Linked DNA regions of Mus musculus: region 2 is linked to region 1. The links are chromatin contacts, called in public HiChIP or PLAC-seq maps. All regions are on one chromosome and are shown on one strand. The core of a region is the stretch at or near the end of the contact, and the rest is flanking DNA. Distances in the headings are between cores, read along the strand shown. Region 1 holds the start of Clec2h (C-type lectin domain family 2, member h). Region 2 has its middle 24 kb from the start of Klrb1.

Region 1 (3,007 bases), core at 165-2,664:
GCATTTTCCTGATGACTAAGGATGTCAAACATTTTTTTTAGGTGCTTCTCAGCCATTCAAGATTCCTCCGTTGAGAATTCTTTGTATCCCAGTTATGCTGGGTGTTGGGAAAGATATTGTGGCCCTGGCTGTGATCTTGAGTATGTCAGAGCTCCAGTGCTCCTGAGTGTGTCTGATCTGGGAATTGAGCTTCCCCTGTGATCCTGTGATCCTGGGCATTTCAGTGTACCTGGGAATGGGACCCCCTCTGGGTATTTGAACAATAGGTGCAGAGCCAACAACCTAGGTCTGCTCCAGATGCAGGTTCAGACTGGAAGGAATCTGTGCCACTGGCTGGGCAGGAGTCCCTGTGTCCCTGGATCTTGTTGGACCCAGTTACTCTGGCTTTTGGAGCAGATGTTGTGGCCTCCTCACCTCTGATCTTGTGTGTGTTAGAACATCTGGGAGTTGAGCTTTCGGTGTTGTGGAACTGGGTACAGAGTCAAATGGCTAAAGTCCTACATGATACATATGGTGGATATACTGGACTTTGCTCTCAATTACTGTTGCTCATTATACTAGGGAACTATTATACAATAAATTTCTTTACTACATGGATATATTTTACTTTAAGAACATGTAGTGAATGCTCCTTCCTCTCTTATCTGTTGTACTTAGTTCTTTGATAAAAATCTATTGCATTGCTGACATAGCTGCTGTATGTTTCGAATTTACTTACTGTAAATATCTCTCTCAAATGTTCCTGTGTCTGCACATTTTGTGTTGTACCCACTAGGATGGAGCTGCTGCTCCTGGGACAGGTTCCTGGACAGGTCATGGCTCTGTAATTGTGTATTCGCCTTCATCTGCATTTCAGCAGTGCCCTCATTTTCTAATCTACATCATAATTATTCATGATCAGAAGAATGGCCAAATCTAGAGATTCTGTGTGTAAAAATGTTCCAAAATTAAAATATATGGGCTGAGTGTGGTGACTTGCATTTTTAAGGCTAACACTTATGAGCAGAGGCAAGCTGTTTTCCAAGAATTTGAGTCCGTCCTGATCTACAAAGTGAGACTGGAGCTAGCCAGAAGTACAAGTGAGACCCCATTTCAAAATAAATAGTTCCTCCAATTAATAACAGCATCTTTCATCAAAGCATTATTTTTCTCAAAGAACCGGTGATAAGTAAGGGATATTTTCTAATTCTCAGGCATTTATCAGTTTCATTTATTGTGTTTAAAGTCCACTTAATTTCATGTCAATATCCCCTACCTTGTGATTCTGTTTCTCCAACAAACAGAAAACTATGTGCTGACACATGATGTGCTCAGTACTGAGAAGTGATTAATGAATCACCAGTCTGGGCTGGGCTTGTAAAGTCCTTGTTAGGAAGCACATACAGTATATAAGGCTCCTTCTCCTTGACAGTTTCCTTTCAAATCACCTCCTGAATTCAGTTGAGTCATAGTTCTTCCTCTCAGCTCACAGATGAATGCTGCAAAGGTTGAAACGAGTTCCATGGGCATGCTGCAGAGGGCAGACCTCACTGCTGCAGACTGCCTGCAGGAGGGAGAAATGGGTATGCATTTTAATGCACTTTAAATTAAGCTAAAGGGATAGAGGGAAGTTTCAACAGAGACCCTCAGAGGAGCTGAGTGTCCTGCCTGTTAGCCTGCCATGGTGAATCTCTGTAGAAGTGGTGATGTTTGGAGGCATCTGTTATATAAGTTACTCTATCAGAGTATTTAATACTCAAGTATTTCTGAGCAAGAGAAATGAATAATGGATTAACCACAAGAGCCTAAGCCATAGGATTTGTTTGCTTTGGTTTTGATTTTTGGTTGTTTGGTTGCTTTTGAGGTTAGGGTTTTGTTGTATATTCGTTTTCATTTGTTTCTTTAGCGTGTTTTTGGTGTGTGTGTGTGTGTGTGTGTGTGTGTGTGTGTGTGTGTGTGTGTGTGTATATAGCTTGCTAGGACACTCTGGTGAATTAGAGGATGTTGCTGTAGAGCATGCTCCTTATAACCCAGAGTGAAGGAAGCTCTAACAGCACAGTTTTCAATGAACACAGCTGTGAAGTTCCCTGTGGTACTGGGGCTTTGCATAGGTGCTTCAAAAGGAAGAGGAAAGGTGAGGTACAGGGTGAAGCTGAATCCACCCCCCCCCCCCCACCAGCAAATCTTCTGGCATGTATGGTTTGTGCTAAATTACAGAAAATGAACAATCCTTTGGAATTTCTGTTTCAGTATTCAGAAAGAAAACCCTTTTCTACATGGAAACTGTTTCATTCTTTTATTTTTTTATTTCTTTCTACCCTCTTTCATTACTTTAATTTTTGTTTGCTTGTTTGTTTTACTGAAAAAAAATATTGGTTTTCCTGGAAAACAGTGTTCATACTCACCAAGAAAGCAAGATCAAAAAACTGTAGATGCTTTTCAACTGAACAAAAATTGTTCCATAATTGGAACATTTTATTTTCTGAATAGATATACATACACACCCCATAGTTCTGTGAGAGAACTTATCCTGAGTTGAGAATTTATCATACTGTTTTTTGTATATGCTTCAAATTTTTCATAATAAACACTTGAGGTTTAAATAAAAGAAGGAGAAACAAGAAGAGGAGGAGTTAGTATATAAAATTAAAACTATTTTGTGCATTCTTATATATTTCCTGCAACATTATAAACTCATTTATGACTTTTAGAGCCCCTGTAATAGATTCTTTAGAAATATATAAGTAGATATATCCATGTAGTCTTACTATTAAAACTTTTATCTCTTTTCATGATGATTGACTGTGATTTCTTATTCTTGCCCTTCTGTCCTGGACAGGACCCCCAGAGTCAAACTAGAATGGTGTGAGCAGACATCCTTGCCTTGTTCTGGGTCACTGCAGAAAAGCATTTGTGCTGACTGATTTTTGTTTTTGTGTATCATGGTCTTAATTAGGGATTCTATGCTTGGAGGAAACACCATGGCCAAAGTAATTTGGGAATTAGAGTGTTGATTGGGCTTACATAG
Region 2 (3,007 bases), core at 364-2,863, 85 kb after region 1:
TTTGCTGCAGAAGGATCCGAGTGTGCCCTGTGTGTGTGTCCTCGCCGGCGAGACTCCTTATCACACAGACACAACAATGGTTTATAGACAGTGTAGTGGTATTTGCAGTAAGATGAACAGGTCTCTGATCCAGAGCTGGCCAGTCTCTGACATGCTCAGTTTTAAGGATAACATTGTTAACTTTAGGTAGTTTCAGCAAAATACAAAATGGACTATGCACACAAAATGCATTTAGTATACTTTAGTCATTCTAAATGTATCACTTATTTAAGTTATTTATGAAAGAAACCAGTTATAAAGTCAATATTTTATGTGTCATTTTTTTTTAACCTGGAATAAGCTCTTATTTTGAGTGTTACACAGGAAACACTTTTGAAGGGGAATACAACCTGCTCAGGGCCATCAGTAACATGATTGTTGATGGTATGATATAGATACAGGTGGTTAGGAATTTGGGTGAGGGTTGAGGGGTTTCATACAAGACCAGAAATGACATGAGGATGGAATCATCAAAGTTCATTCCAACATGAGTGGCAATTCACAAAAGCTAGAACTTTGGAACATACTGAAACAGGTATGTTGAGTAACCCTGGGTAAAAGAGTGCCTATCTTAGTTACTTTTCTTTTGCTGTGAAGAGACACCATGACCAAGGCAACTTATAGAAGAGTTTATTGCAAGCTTGCTTTAAAATTCAGATGATTGAGTCCATCAATGACCATCATGGTGAGGAGCGTGGCAGCAGGCAGGGAAGTATGATGTTGGAGCAGTAGCTGAGAGCTTAAGAGTTAAGACAACCATGAGGCAAAAACAGAGCTGACTAGGGATTGTGTGGGCTTTTGGAAACCCAACTCCAGTGACACAACTCCTCCAACCAGGCCACACCTATTAATTCTCCGCAAACAACTTCACCCATAGTGGACTAAGCATTGAAATATATGAGTCAACTGCCACACACACTGGGAAATGTCACAGACACTCCAGGGAAGTCTGCTTGGCAGGCTGAGAAGCCTGGAAGCACTCACGAGGCAAAGAGTTTCACGGAAACTCACCTCCTGGAGCTTTGGCGATCTCATTAACCCGTATATTCATACCCTATCCCCGAGTTAGTCTGGTTTATGGATCCACGTGATCTCTTTTAGCATTATCTTATTATAAGTGTCTTTTAAGATTGAATTCTGACATACGTAAGCTCCCACCAGTGTTCCAAGGTCCCAGAAACCGGAAGAGCTTGGAATCCGGCAGGAATGCAGTAAGGAAGTTACCTATTCAGTAACTAATTAAGCATTACAAAAGACGGGGCCAACAGCTCAGAGCTGGTCTGCAAAGTATTTACTAAGGACAGTAGCAAATCTCACCCAAACAAGGGAATACCATAATATAGCTAGGGAATCCCACTGAGACAGAGATCTTCTCTACAGCCAGGTATAGCAAGCTTCATATTAGAAGCAAGTTGGTGAATTCTTCTGTAGACCCAGGATAGGGGGTTTGGGGTATTGCAGTATTCATGAAAAGGTCTGCTAGTGCAGAACCCCTGGTGGTGGGCTTAACAATAGACTAGCTTTACACCTGGATCCCTTCATAGTGGCAGTGGCCTGGTCCCCTCCTTCTTGTGATGTATACGTTCCTTTTGTATTGCATCACTGTAACTTGGTGGATTGTATCTGCCTTATTTCTTATTATTCTTTGATATAAAAAGTTTGGTGCTCAACCTGACAAAATACATTCAGATTCTACACAATCTCGCATGTTGGTCTGTCTGTCACCCACCGACTCCTTGACCATCTGCACCCAGAGAACTGTCCACACAGACAAAGGGACCCAGAGGGTCTGCGGCAGTCAACGAGAGCCATTCTCATTAAAATCATCACTGTGTCCTTTCTTGGGGTCTCAGTTGGTCTGTGATCTTCTAGGCAGTACTGCTGGTTTCTGCTTCTTCCAGGCATTTTAGCTTGTCTGAGAGTGACTCTCAGTGGTCCTTACTCCATATGCATTATTGTGGAGGAAGGGGACTACTAAATCTGCTCAGTATCATGACTTTTTAAAGTTATTTTGAGTTAAATCCTTTTTAAATTATTAATTAATTAATTAATTAATATCACAAATACTGCCCCATACCCACTCCCCTCTCTTTCCCTTCCTCTCCCTCCCATGACTATTTTGTTCCCCCTTCTAAGTGGGATTCAAGCATCCTCACTTGGACCTTCCTTCTTATTTAACTTCTTTGGGTCTGTGGGGTGCCTCATGGGTAGTCTGTACTTTGTGGCTAATATCCACTTATCATTGAACACATACCATGCATACCCTTTTAGATCTGGGTTCCTTCACATAGGATAATATTTTCTTGTTCCATCCATTTGCCTGCATCATTCATAATGTTCTTGTTTTTAACAGCTGAATATTATTCCATTGTGTAAATGAACCACATTTTTTGTATCCATTCTTTGTTTGAGGGACATCTATGTTGCTTACAGTTTCTGATTATTACAAATAAAGCTGCTATGAACATAGTGAAGCATGTGCCCTGGCGCCATGGTGGAGCATCTTTTGGGTACGTGCCCAGCTGGGTCTTCAGGTGAATCTATTTCCAATTTTCTGAAAAACTGCCAGATTGGTTTCCAGAGTGGCTATACCAGTTTGCACTCTCACCAGCAATGGAAGAGTGCTCTACATTCTCACCGGCATGTGCTGTCACATTAGTTTTTGATCTTAGCCATTCTGATTGGTGTAAGTGGACTCTCAGGGTTGTTTTGATTTGCAATTCTCTGATGACTAAAAACTTTGAACATTTCTTTCTTTCTTTCTTTCTTTCTTTCTTTCTTTCTTCCTTTCTCTCTCTCTCTCTCTCTCTCTTTCTTTCTTTCTTCCTTCCTTCCTTCCTTACTCTTTCTCTCTCTCTTCCTTTCTTTCTTTCTTTCTTTCTTTCTTTCTTTCTTTCTTTCTTTCTTTCTTTCTTTCTTTCTTTCTTCCTTTCTTCCTTCCTTCCTTCCTTCCTTTCTTTCTTTCTTT

The links. HiChIP or PLAC-seq counts read pairs in DNA pulled down with a chosen protein or histone mark.
Region 2: a contact with region 1 is called in an H3K27ac HiChIP or PLAC-seq map of epiblast stem cells. The contact joins the enhancer-like site here to the promoter of Clec2h in region 1. A contact is called at or near these places in 1 of 39 promoter capture datasets (the C10 cell line), 1 of 15 datasets of contacts at CTCF or cohesin (pro-B cells), 2 of 484 Hi-C or Micro-C datasets (both in cortical neurons), 2 of 115 datasets of contacts at active chromatin or transcription factors (embryonic stem cells and epiblast stem cells) and 3 of 9 other capture datasets (adipose tissue, embryonic stem cells and liver).

The regions. Positions count from the first base shown.
Region 1 is chr6:128,660,971-128,663,977 of GRCm38.p6, forward strand. It overlaps Clec2h (C-type lectin domain family 2, member h), which reads left to right and starts at 1,415. Exons shown (of 5, transcript NM_053165.5): 1 at 1,415-1,562. The coding sequence starts at 1,472.
Region 2 is chr6:128,745,923-128,748,929 of GRCm38.p6, forward strand. No RefSeq gene overlaps it. Among named protein-coding and RNA genes, the nearest start is that of Klrb1, 24 kb to the left of the region's middle. Within about 2 kb of position 1,614, at least 7 of the 459 cell types and tissues checked have an H3K27ac peak or open chromatin away from gene starts, as enhancers often do. A contact at or near this core is called in embryonic stem cells and epiblast stem cells, where this site is marked.